Linked DNA regions of Bombyx mori: region 1 is linked to region 2. A link is a contact called in public Hi-C data. All regions are on one chromosome and are shown on one strand. Each heading gives the region's core, a stretch centred on a gene start, on an enhancer-like site or on the middle of the called end of the contact. The rest is flanking DNA. Distances are from core to core; before and after follow the strand shown.

Region 1 (6,157 bases), core at 1,693-4,192, 43 kb after region 2:
CCGAGTGTACAATATTTTTTCTTACAAAAATGTAGGTACTTTGAAAACATTTTTAACGATAAGTTTTAAATAAATAATTACCTACTAGGATTGAACGTGTTCGTTTTTTTAATTTTAGTTCTTTTTTTAAAGTATCAAAGCGTTTGAATTTTCTTAATAATTAATTAACTTTGTTGTGATTTTTTTAAATAGCACATCAATTTGTTTTGAAGTTTAGTTTGTGATAGCCAAAATGAGTTCGGGAGGAATTCCGAATCTTGGCAATTGATTACAATGGTTAGAAAAAATGTAATGAATTTCCTTGTAAGGTTATTGATATTTCCACGAATCGAAGACAGATATCCGCAAAAATGAAAATAAAAATCTATAGTAATAGAATACTAAGTTTAACTAGAGCCACCAACGATTAATTAGTTATTAGATCAACCAATATCAATGCTGCCATCGGTCTTGAGACTTGAGGTCGAAATCACGATTTTATTGGGTACGGCTGTATCCCAAGCTTCAAACAGGAACGCCAGTGCGTGCTCACAATACGCCCTCTCACGAATATTTACGCAAGGTCAACGAATTTGTGGGGGTTTTTTGTTGCACGTGGTTCCTTGAAATCGTTCGTGCCCAGATCGCGGCCACAGATTTAGAACAATAGTTCCGGAAGTGGCGCATTGCAAGTGGCACTCTCGGTGCTTTTAGGCCTCTTAAGCTCCAGTTACCGTCTTTGTCGAACTCGTCGACTGCGACGAAGAGTTCGACGAGTGAAGTAACCCATAGATACAGCCCACTGAGTTTCTCGCCGGATCTTTTCAGTAGGTCGCAATTCCGATCCGGTGGTAGATTCTGCGAAGCATTGCTCTTGCTAGGGCTAGTGTTAGCGAATTCTCTCAGGTTGGGCCCGTGAGCAGGCTACCAGGGAATAAGTAGGCAAAAATAAAATTCGTTCATGAACATGTGATACTCAGAAAAAATTATAAAATCGCATCATTTATATGAATACACTCATCTGACCAGCAACATATCACTTTTAATCGTAAATTTCTACTCTATTTCTAATGGTTTCGTTTTCTTTTTACTAAGCACTTAAAGCAATATTATGTACTAGTAATGTGAAGTTACTTATCTATGTTCATTTTTAGCCTTGCTCTTATTGCAATGTAGGGATATGATGTAATATTTACGAAAAATCTCGCCCTTTTCTATTTTAGTTACTGTTCAAGTACATAGCGGCCTTCGCATAGTTACTAGGTGCCTTGTAGCTTCTCAACATTAGGTGGATCATGCCCTTATCTAACCACTTATTCAAACATACACAGAAATAACCTTGAACATTGTACAACTGCATTCAGGAAACTCTCAATTGGATGCGTAACTATAAATTATGACAATATGTAACAACATAATATGTAACGTGTGTTGTTCGTTTGTTATTAAAATTAAATCAACATTTGAATATTACAGTTTCTTCATCGTGCAAGGCATATATAGAGTCTGATATAATAGCAATAATTGAACAATTTCTATAGCATTTAATTTGGTCATACATATTCATTCATCCCATTTTCTTCACCGTGCAAGGCATATCCCGAGTTTGATATAATAGCAATAATTGAACAATTTCTATAGCTTTGAATTTGAGCATACATATTCATTCATCCTGTATAAATCAAATTTTAGGGTGGATGCGTGTTCGACTGCTACAGGTTAGCATGAAGATTCTTGAATAAATTTTGTACTCTTCAGGACCATGTTACTATCATAAATAAGAATTGATATCAGTTTTGCAATATAAAACTTTAACTCTAATTGAATTTTATTCTTAGTTTTTGTTTTAGGGAATTTGTAAATTTATATATTTATATTATTGCCGTCATACTATTGTCAAGGTCGTAAGACTAGTTTATTCTTGATCGTCTAACCCTTCAGAAAACATACAAGTAGATTAAACAGATAATGCAACTACTTTACATAATACCGTGACAAGGTAAATATAATAGAGATAATATATTCCTATCCATAAGAGTTAAATCTTGACATATCAATGATTTATCTGTGGTGTATTGTAGTTTTGAATATACAAAGAGTAAGTTACATTTTCAAAAAAGTCAAATAGTACATTTTTTATAAGTACCTAACTGGTGTTAATATAATTTTGCAAGAAATTGCGACGGTGTATTCTGTAAAATATCTTTGATAGTTTTGATAAAGATCATGTTAGTTGGTGATTATTTCTTAGTCGTAATTTAAAAAAAAGTATATGAAGATAGAATTCAATGTCAGTAGGTAAGCCAGGTAATAGGCACCTTAGTGATTAAAATTAAATTTATAATTGGCGATGCTTGAAGGAACACGTGTCGTGTCATCGACTTGACGAACAATTCATCGGTAGAAGATACCGTTAGTTCAAGCTAAGGAAATGACCATTCTAACCTCTGCATAGCTGCGATTGATGTGGGGGGCCAGCTCCTTGAGGGCGACAGACAGATCATGTATATCAATCTTCCCGTTTCCATCATGGTCTAATTTAGAAAAAAGTTTCTCAAGCCTTTCTTCGTCTTCTTTTGGTAATTCTTCTATTTCCAACGGCGGATGACACTGTACCATGATCTCTATTATCGGCGTAAGTACGTTTTTTTAATGAACACAACAATATTATTGCATGAGTATTCGTGTGGGCATACATAACTTTAGTCTAACTTAAATACGTGGTCAGAAACATTTTAGAAATTCGCACTCGATTCGCGCTGAGTAGTCTTTGACAGCTACTCGCTGCCGCACTGCCGCACACAGAGATACGCGCAAACCACGGCGAACGAGCGTTGTGTGGTAATTGTGTCATACACTAAATTATGACATCACCAGGCAGAAATTTCCCCAATATGCTAAGCGAAATATTTAAAATTTCTGTAATGTATACTGTAACGCAAGGATCGTGAGCTTATATTACACTGACTAAAATTGTTCATTTGTGTGAATGTGTGCGTTTTATGGTTCTTGCCAGCAACGACTGTTAGCGCCATCTGTACGAAGCTGAAAAAACCGTGACAAGGCATTTACTTATTGATTTAAAATTACGTAATTCTCAGCCCTATTATTTTCAATAGAAAAATTAGGCCACAGATAAATGTATTAGTAGCCAACTAAAGCTGCCTGTGTGGTTTAAAATTTTAGTAATTTCTACAAAAGTTTTTTGAGTAGTTACCTTATTTCATATTTAGTGTATGTTATATTTAATAAAGTTAAGAATAAGAGACAAAATTAGCTTTATAGTTTTTAAATATATTGGAATATTAACCAAATCATTTTTATTTTTAACGAACTTTTTTTTTGAAATTTTAAGAGATCATAAAACTTCAAATAATGTTCCATCCAGTTATTTTTAAACTGTTAATTCTGTTAAGTGATTGTAGGTGGCGTTAGTTTACCATTCAATATTGAAATTTAAGAATTTGAAGTCGAAAAGCTATGTAGAACTGAACATAGTTTTTAAATATATTTATAGATGTCGCTGCTACACAAATTTTCGAACTGTGGCATTAAATTGTGAAGACCGCTTGCATTTCCATCATCGCGGTTTTGAGTTTAACTCGATTGTTGGAAGATGTCGAATATTGAGAGACGTTGAATGAAGTCCGAGCTCCGTGGTTCGCGAGAAACGTATATTTGTACGACGATCTGTGCCTCCAAACCGCCAAAAAACACCTAAAGTATCTAAGCGTTGAAAATATACCTACACTAAGGCGATATGTCATGAAAACTGATTTATCGTGGCCGCCATTGACTACTATCCGAATCAGGCTCATTTAGGAGCCAATTACCCTCGACGCCCTACCTTCTCCTATACGCTCTTACGGAACCACCCGACCCACTAACACAATTATTACATCCCTACACTCTATCATTAGGAGCTAACATAGGAACCCTTGTAGCGGTTACCGCGAGTACGGTACTCATCGAAGAGATCGTCGTGAAACCTAACCCATAAATTAGCGCGCTGAGTTTCTACCGTCCTACTTACCGTCCTTACGGTCTTCTTAGGAGACGTTGGGGCAGCTGTTACTAAGCCCCACCCTCTCTACCTGTAATTCATCCCTTCCAAAATAATATTTCATAACCTAACCTATGAATCAGCTCGCTGAGTTTCTCGCCGGATCTTCTCAGCGGGTCGCGATTCCGATCCGGTAGTAGATTCATTCGCGAAGCAGCTACTCTTGAGCTGTTAAGTCTCCTTCGGAGGCGCTCGGGTAGCTGTTAGCAAATCCCACCCCTCCTGGCTGAGCCTTTGCTCGCCCACCTGTCCTGGTGAAACTGAAAAGGCCTCCGGGCCACCAGTAATCCTTCAATCATAAAAAAAAAAAAATATTTCATAATTCAATCTTTCTACAGGAGTTCGATTAGTCCGGGCGTAGCTAGAATAGCCCCCTCCTTAGGCTTCCAGCTAATAGGTAGGGGAAAAAAACCACAGCTATGCTATGAGTTACAATCTAAATTAGCGCACTGAACTGTTTTATTACTACATTTTGGGGACTTACGTATCTCCCAAAGTAGCATGAATATATTTTTTTAAATCATTTTTTTTTACTAATAAAGAAATTCAGTTTCAGATTCGTTCGTTATCGTAGGACCTCCTCACCTAGATGCTAATACTATACTAATACTAGACTAATACTAGACTAATACTAGACTAATACTAGACTAATACTATACTAATACTATACTAATGCTATACTAATACTATACTAATATTATACTAATACTATACTAATACTATACTAATACTATACTAATACTATACTATTACTATACTAATACTATACTAATACTATACTAATACTATACTAATACTATACTAATACTATACTCCAATTGTCCGACCGAAATTCTATTAATTTCGCTTGCTGAAATGCTCCCTAGTGTTTGAGTGGTATGGCGTGTTAAGAAAACGATTGAGTAGAATATTATACCATTATCAATGCTGTTTCTGCCGTCGAAAAATCACATGAGAAAAAAACAAATGGTGTTACGTTAATTATTTTAAAAGACCTTATCACAATTAGTATCCACACGTAACATATCTTAGCTAACTCAGATAATCATAATTCGAATGGAAAAACGGAGCAAGAGAAATTCAAACGAAAAAAAATGACTCATAAAGTTATTTACAAGATATTTTGGGGCGCATTAATCCTGTGACAAAAAAGTCACATTTGGAAATACAATCACGTACAGTCAGCATCACGATGACATACGCATAATAGACTCGCTCTATTGTACTTCATTAAATTCACTCAATAACCGAGCCATATTTTGCTAAGTAGGTTTTTCAAATCGTCACAATTCAAATTTCCATCCCTTTCTCTCTTTATATAGATCTGGTTCGCGACAAGGACAGCAATAAAAGCTCATGGTAACTGTCCTCAGATTTCAACCAATAAGCCCATGGGGATTATGGTTGAAATGGCATGGCTATTATGTCAAAATGACAATACACAAATTGACGCGACCGAAAGACTATAAACTCTAGAAGTTAATACGGACAGAACTGTACGGAGTTTTATTTATGAATGGATTGAAAAAAGACTTTCGCGCTCTGTAGTAAGGTCGAAATTCCGTACACTCCTTTTTTTAGATTTCAATTTAAGAAAACGATATCTATCATTATCGGCGCAGAGTGCATTTCTGTACAACCGAAATTACATTGTCAATTCGGGACCATTGAAAAGTCTTTGAAAGGGAGTGAACAAAGGCTCATAAAGTTAGAGATTAATCGGGGATTTGGACACAATACGTCCGCGACGCACACATGTCACGGCAGACGAGCAGGAGTCTGTTGTTTGTCAATGACATTGTGACATGGGGACGCGACGACACTCCCGGCAAATAAAGCAGTCATTTAAATGGATGCGTTACTCTCGATTGCAGTTTATTCATTTTTATTTTCTGTCGTACCTGGGTATTTACGGTAGACCACGTAGTGAGACGCTGAATTTCACCTCGCATTTGAGTTTGCTTATATCGCAAACATAATTAATTTTTGTTTGCATCCCAATGAGCAAGATTTGAGTGACACACCTGAATCTGATAATCTGATGCTCTAAATCAGTAGCGGGCAACCCTTAAAAACATTTACGTAATGTTATCTATACTAATATTATAAAGAGGA
Region 2 (5,925 bases), core at 69-2,568:
CGCGTTAATTATTATATAATACACTTATTAAACAATGTTTAAAGTTTCATAATGTATAATTTAATTCAAGCAGATGGTAATAATCGTTCTGAGTTTTTTCGATTTCCATTTAGTTTGGAAACTTATAAGTTTACTTTCTAGTTTTTATTTATTGCTTAGATGGGTGGACGAGCTCACAGCCCACCTGGCGTGTTAACTGGTTACTGGAGCCCATAGACATCTACAATGTAAATGCGCCACCCACTTTGAGATATAAGTTCTAAGGTCTCAGTATTGATATTGATTAGATTCTTGATTCCATCATCATCATCATCATCAACAGCCCACAGTCGTCCACTGCTGGATATAGGCCTCTCCCAATCTACACCACTGAGCCCGGTCTTCCATAATGATTCCATAATGGGCAGCAATGTCAACTGCCCACCTGGTAAGTTGTTACCACTCATGGATCCCAATAATACCCCATTGACCTCAGGGGCACAACCCAGCCGCAGCTCACTGTTGCCGATTCCTTTATGTTATTGAATATTGGACCATAAGTTATTATAATAATATTATCATTTTTGTTAAGAACGTATTTAATGTAGGTTAAGTTTTTAACAAATTCAATTTATGAATAAAATCGTCTCTCTTTTTTTATTTCGCTTATCACGATGCTAATTGCGTCGTGGTTTTCGCGTTTTAACGTATTTTTCCGACGTGTGTTTTTATCTTTTCGTCTGAAATCTTAATTACATATCTATATAGTTGTTTTATTTTTCCTCACTTGTCGTCTTGTGACTTGTAGCATTAAAATTTACAAAACAACATGTACCTATTTTCTAAAACATTTTAAGTGTTGCAAAGAATATAGGAAAATACTCTTCGATTCACAACATTAAAGAATTTATTAAAAATCTTGAATGCAAATTCGCGACGGTAGCCTTGAGATAGTCATTACAACATTAAAAATATATGTTATTATTATTTTCATAGCTGTTTTAAAATCACTACTTGACGCAACAAAAGAAAGAACACGAGTATACAAGCATTCTTTCATTTCAAAACCATAGAAATTATCTTGAAATCGATTTTTCTAAGTACTAAATATTTGAATTGAGAAACTTTTATATTTATTCTACGAGCATTACTTAAAACTTTCAGTCAAGTCCTATAAAACGTCGTTCTTGTCACAAATTTTCCAACAAAATTGCATAAGTCACGTTTTATTTAATCAAAAACAATAAAGATTTTACATAGTTAATTTTAGCCGAGGATATATTCCGGCACGCTCTGTACCGGTAACACATATAGAGGTTGGAATGTCACGATGATGACGCAACACGCGAGCACGCCGCGTCATACGTCTGCTGCGTTGGCTACGATTTGAATGAAGTATTGTACTGAAGTCTTTATTTTTATTTATTTAATTTTTTTTACGTCCCTTAAACAGAATCAGCCCACTGAGTTTCTCGCCGGATCTTCTCAGTGGGTCGCGTTTCCGATCCGGTGGTAGATTCTGCGAAGCACTGCTCTTGCTGGGACCAGTGTTAGCAACACCTCCGGTTTGAGCCCCGAGAGCTCACCTACATGCCAGGGTAACGCTGATATAGCCACACAAAACTATCAGCATAGGAAGGAAAAAAAAGAGAATGAGACAAAATAACAGCAATAATAAATTAGAAATTCATATAATCAACATAATATGTATTTAAGTTTATTTATTTTATTTGAAAGACTACATACTTCATTCTATAATGTATGTAACACACATTTCGTTTCGCATTTATTTTACAACGATTTTTTATCATTTCACAGAATATTGACGAAACATTTTTCGATAACAAGTGTTGTTGTTTGTTACCTTTATTCCTTCCCAGTAAATTATAATTAATTCAAATTTTAATCTATGACGCTATTATATTATATTTTATGATGATTCACGCAAATTTCCCTTTATTGCCGTATATTTTTTTTTAAATTTCCTCATTTTATGTTAATTCTAATTAATTTTTTTATAACATCATTCATTATAATAAATGATGTTTCATTCATGATCATTCATTATAATAAATGACGTTTCACTGCAAGACCCAAATTCAATTACAAAAATTTAACGTCATCAGACATTTTGGGAGCAGTATAAGTTTATTAAATGAAATACTTTTTGGGATGATAACGAATATTATTACTGGTTAGTTAGGACGATAAGAGTTATAATAAAGTGGCGTTTTAAGCCGTCAACGTTTATCGACCTGAATATGTAGTGCTGAATACGTCACAGCTGATAGCAATGACGTTATACGTTGTAGAAACATGGTAATGGGCAATGGTTATTGTAAAAGAGGAAGATTAAAGATTAAAAGTAATTGTCAACTTTGGTACGCATGTAATATCTGCCTATTTTGAAAGTTTGGAATATTAATCGAGCAAAGATGAAATCCGGTAAAAGGTGTCGTTGTTACACATTTAATTGCAAGTATGATTTACTGGTGGTAGGATCTCTGGTGAATCCGCGCGGGTAGGTACCACCGCCCTGCCTATTTCTGCCGTGAAGCAGTAATGCGTTTCGGTTTGAAGGGCGGGGCAGCCGTTGTAACTATACTGAGACCATAGAATTGATATCTCAAGGTGGGTGGCGCATTTACGTCGTAGATGTTTATGGGCTCCAGTAACCACTTAACACCAGGTGGGCTGTGAGCTCGTCCACCTATCTAAGCAATAAAAATAAAATAAAATAAAAGTATACCTACTAAAGGTTCAAAATGAACAAATTGATCTTTGTAGACACTTAAAATAAGCCAATAAAATTACGATATCAGACTGCCTATCTTTCTTGTTCTGATAAGATGTTAAAATGTATATCAGTGATGCACTTGCTAATGTTTGCTTAGCCTCGATATTTCGACAGCAGTGGACGTATTGTGCGTGCGATTTTGTAAATTCGCATAGGGCGGCATGTTACTTCTATTACATTTAATAATATCAATTTTATTATTTCAGCAGTTTTTATAAATATTTGTATGGATGTTAAATTTATATTTAAATTTTAGCATATGAAAGTGCAAAAAAAGAACTTTATGTTTGTCAAATCTTGCAAATTATACGTTTTGCAAAAACATTTTAGCCGGCACACCCAACATACGTGTATTTGGAATTTATAGATTCATTGAAAGATGTCGATTGATGCAAAATTTTCTTCGTCAAAAAGACTGCCATTGTCACCAAGTGCAAAGTCAACTATAAGCATTGGACTACATTTCGTTGCGTTATTTGGAAATTAAATATTTAATTTTCGCTGATGTAGAATATAGCTTAAATTTAATATTCAATCTGATCTTTTTTTTATTGTTTCTTATTAACAATATTTGTTATTACTACCTAGTCTTGCCATAAATACTGAGACAAAGGAAAAACTATTGCAAATAACATTTATTACTTTTACAGTGTGTTAGTTTAATACATAAATATAAAACAATTTAAAGTATAAAAAGCTTATTCGAAGTGGTCTCCATTGGCTCCAATACAGTCCTTTAAACGTTGAGGCCAGTTATCAATAGAAGCACGCACTCTTTCCGAAAAAAATTTAATGCCAATCGTACGGATTGTTTTAGGGACTCCAAATTATCATGGCGTTTAGAGCAAGCCGTACTCTCTAAAACTGACCATAAATCATAATCCAGCGTATTAAGATCGGGACTAGACGACGGCCAGTCTTTAGCTCTGAATGAAGTCCGAAACGTTCGTTTCCAACTAAGACTGCGTAGACCGAGCTTTATGACCTGGCGCCGAGTTTTGCTGGAAGGACCATTCTTGATTATGGAACATGATGTTGTTAAGGGGCTTCACTACCTTCTCAAGAATGGTATCTTGATACACTTGTGCCGATCTTTTGATACCTTTTTTACAAAAGTATGGCTCAGTCACTCCTTCATAGCTAATACCCCACCAAACCATCACTGAAGTCGGATAGTGCCCACGTTGCACTCTGTCGACTAATTGGGAAGCTTCCTTAGAGATTTGAGCATAAATACGGTCATTTTGTTTGTTAAAATGTTGCTCAATTGTAAAAAAAATCTCATCCATAAACAAAAAATTTCTATGACCTCCCTTTGCGTACCGCTTCAGTAGTTGTTTCGATTTTACCACCCTATTCTCTTTTAAATTATCAGTTAAGAAATGACCAGTACGTGTCTTATAGGCTGCAAGTCCAAAGTCATCTTTTAAAATACGCGACATGGTTGTAGGTGCTATCTTCATCTCCCGAGATAAAATCTTTTGCTTTCGGACAGGATTTCTTCGAATTCTTTCCCTTACTGCTTTCACCGCCTTTTTCGTACGAACACTACGTGGACGGCCAGATCTTTTTCTGTCACAAACAGAGGAGGTCTCATTGCACCTATTAATAGCCCGGTACACAAACATTTTACTAATACCAAGCGTATGGAGAGTTTAAAAAATTGCATTTGGCTCCATACCTACTTTGTGTAATGCAATCACAGTGATTCGGTTCTCTTTATCACCCCACTCCATTTTAATATCGCAAAATATTGTACAATGTATTGGCGCCAAAATGAGAAAACTCAATGAGCAATCATATAAAAATGATAGATTCCAAATTCAAATGTAATATTTTGTTTATTTTTAATTGTAACAGTATTTATGGCCAGACTAAGTATACATACTTAATTGCTTCAATTAAAACAAGTCGTCTCATCGTTTAAAAAAACCTTTCAAATTTCCAGACAGTTTCATGTTTCCGAACTCAACTAATGAGTTCATTTTATGAAAGGAGTCATTCCTTTCATGAATGAATGTGCTTGCTTTTTTTTGGATCTACTCATACAAGCACTTCGTACATTTTTATTTTTCTAAAATCAATAGTTTCCAAGCAATTAACTGAACAATATTTGACATAATGGAGTATTTGTATCTTTAAATTAATTCAGACTAATTTCTAAATGCTTGCAATTTTAAATAATTAATAGAAACGAAAATATTTTCTTGCCATTTGTATGAAGTTTAATTTCATTTTATTATTACCTGAAGTCTTAAGGTATTAAGAGAACGTGGTACCTTTTGAAATAGCTTTTTTAACAATTAAAACGTTCTGTGTTGGAGAATCGCAGAAATTCGCTTTGTTCGTGCCGTTTCAGTTCTAATAATTCATTACAATATTACGGTTATGACATTGAAACTAGCTGTGTGCAGTTGTGCGTGGTGTTTAACTCACTGAATTTATCTGACACTGACCAAAAACTCTCATGTATTAGTATTTTTCTAAATAATACAATATTACATTTAATAATGTATAAATATATTCGTTATCGATATTTAACTGTTTCCAGCATTGAAGTAAGCTGATTTATATTTAAAAGACTGTGATGGCACACTTTCGAAATTTTCGTTTACTGTGAATTTTAGACAGAGTTCGATATTCGAGCAAAACGTAAAAGTGAAAGTTCTAATTAAACTAAGAAAGTTATTCGCAATGCTGCCGGATAGACGCTCAGCTTTTTGTGTGTGTATATGTATATGGTGGAATGTGTATGATAAATTTCTGATCGACGAATTTCACTTGAGAAATTTAATATAGGAAGTGTTCACAAGTGTTCCGAATTTCGCAGAGCTAACAAGCATACCCACTGCGGTCGCCTAGGTAACAGCCACGCAAGGTCATTATTACAAAATTAACATAAATACGTTCCACGATAACGTTACTATCGGCATTCGTTTAACATAGTTCGGCACCGCTTAAACTGTCACTCTCAATTATGGAAAAATCAAACACGTGGGATTTTTTGTATCAGGCAACAAACGTAAAAGGCTGATGACGTGTATTTCAATGTCGTAGGAGAGTTTGGCGGCTTTACGAAATTTCACGTGTCCCGATCAAAATAGATTTTAATCTTTGTAGTTTTTGAAAACGTTCCAATTAATTAAATT

Evidence for each region. Hi-C and Micro-C count contacts between places; a contact is called where the count stands out from the background.
Region 1: a Hi-C map of whole pupa shows a contact between it and region 2, with 4 times the contacts expected there. The contact joins the promoter of LOC101738820 here to the enhancer-like site in region 2. A contact is called at or near these places in 4 of 7 Hi-C or Micro-C datasets (posterior silk gland and whole pupa).

What each region holds. Positions count from the first base shown.
Region 1 is chr1:4,777,852-4,784,008 of ASM3026992v2, forward strand. It overlaps LOC101738820 (calcium-binding mitochondrial carrier protein SCaMC-2), which reads right to left and starts at 2,943. Exons shown (of 7, transcript XM_021352314.3): 1 at 2,425-2,943. The coding sequence starts at 2,598.
Region 2 is chr1:4,736,478-4,742,402 of ASM3026992v2, forward strand. All of the region lies in intron 4 of LOC101738820 (calcium-binding mitochondrial carrier protein SCaMC-2), which reads right to left. Among protein-coding and RNA genes, the nearest start is that of LOC732866, 21 kb to the left of the region's middle. Within about 2 kb of position 1,319, at least 5 of the 8 cell types and tissues checked have open chromatin away from gene starts, as enhancers often do.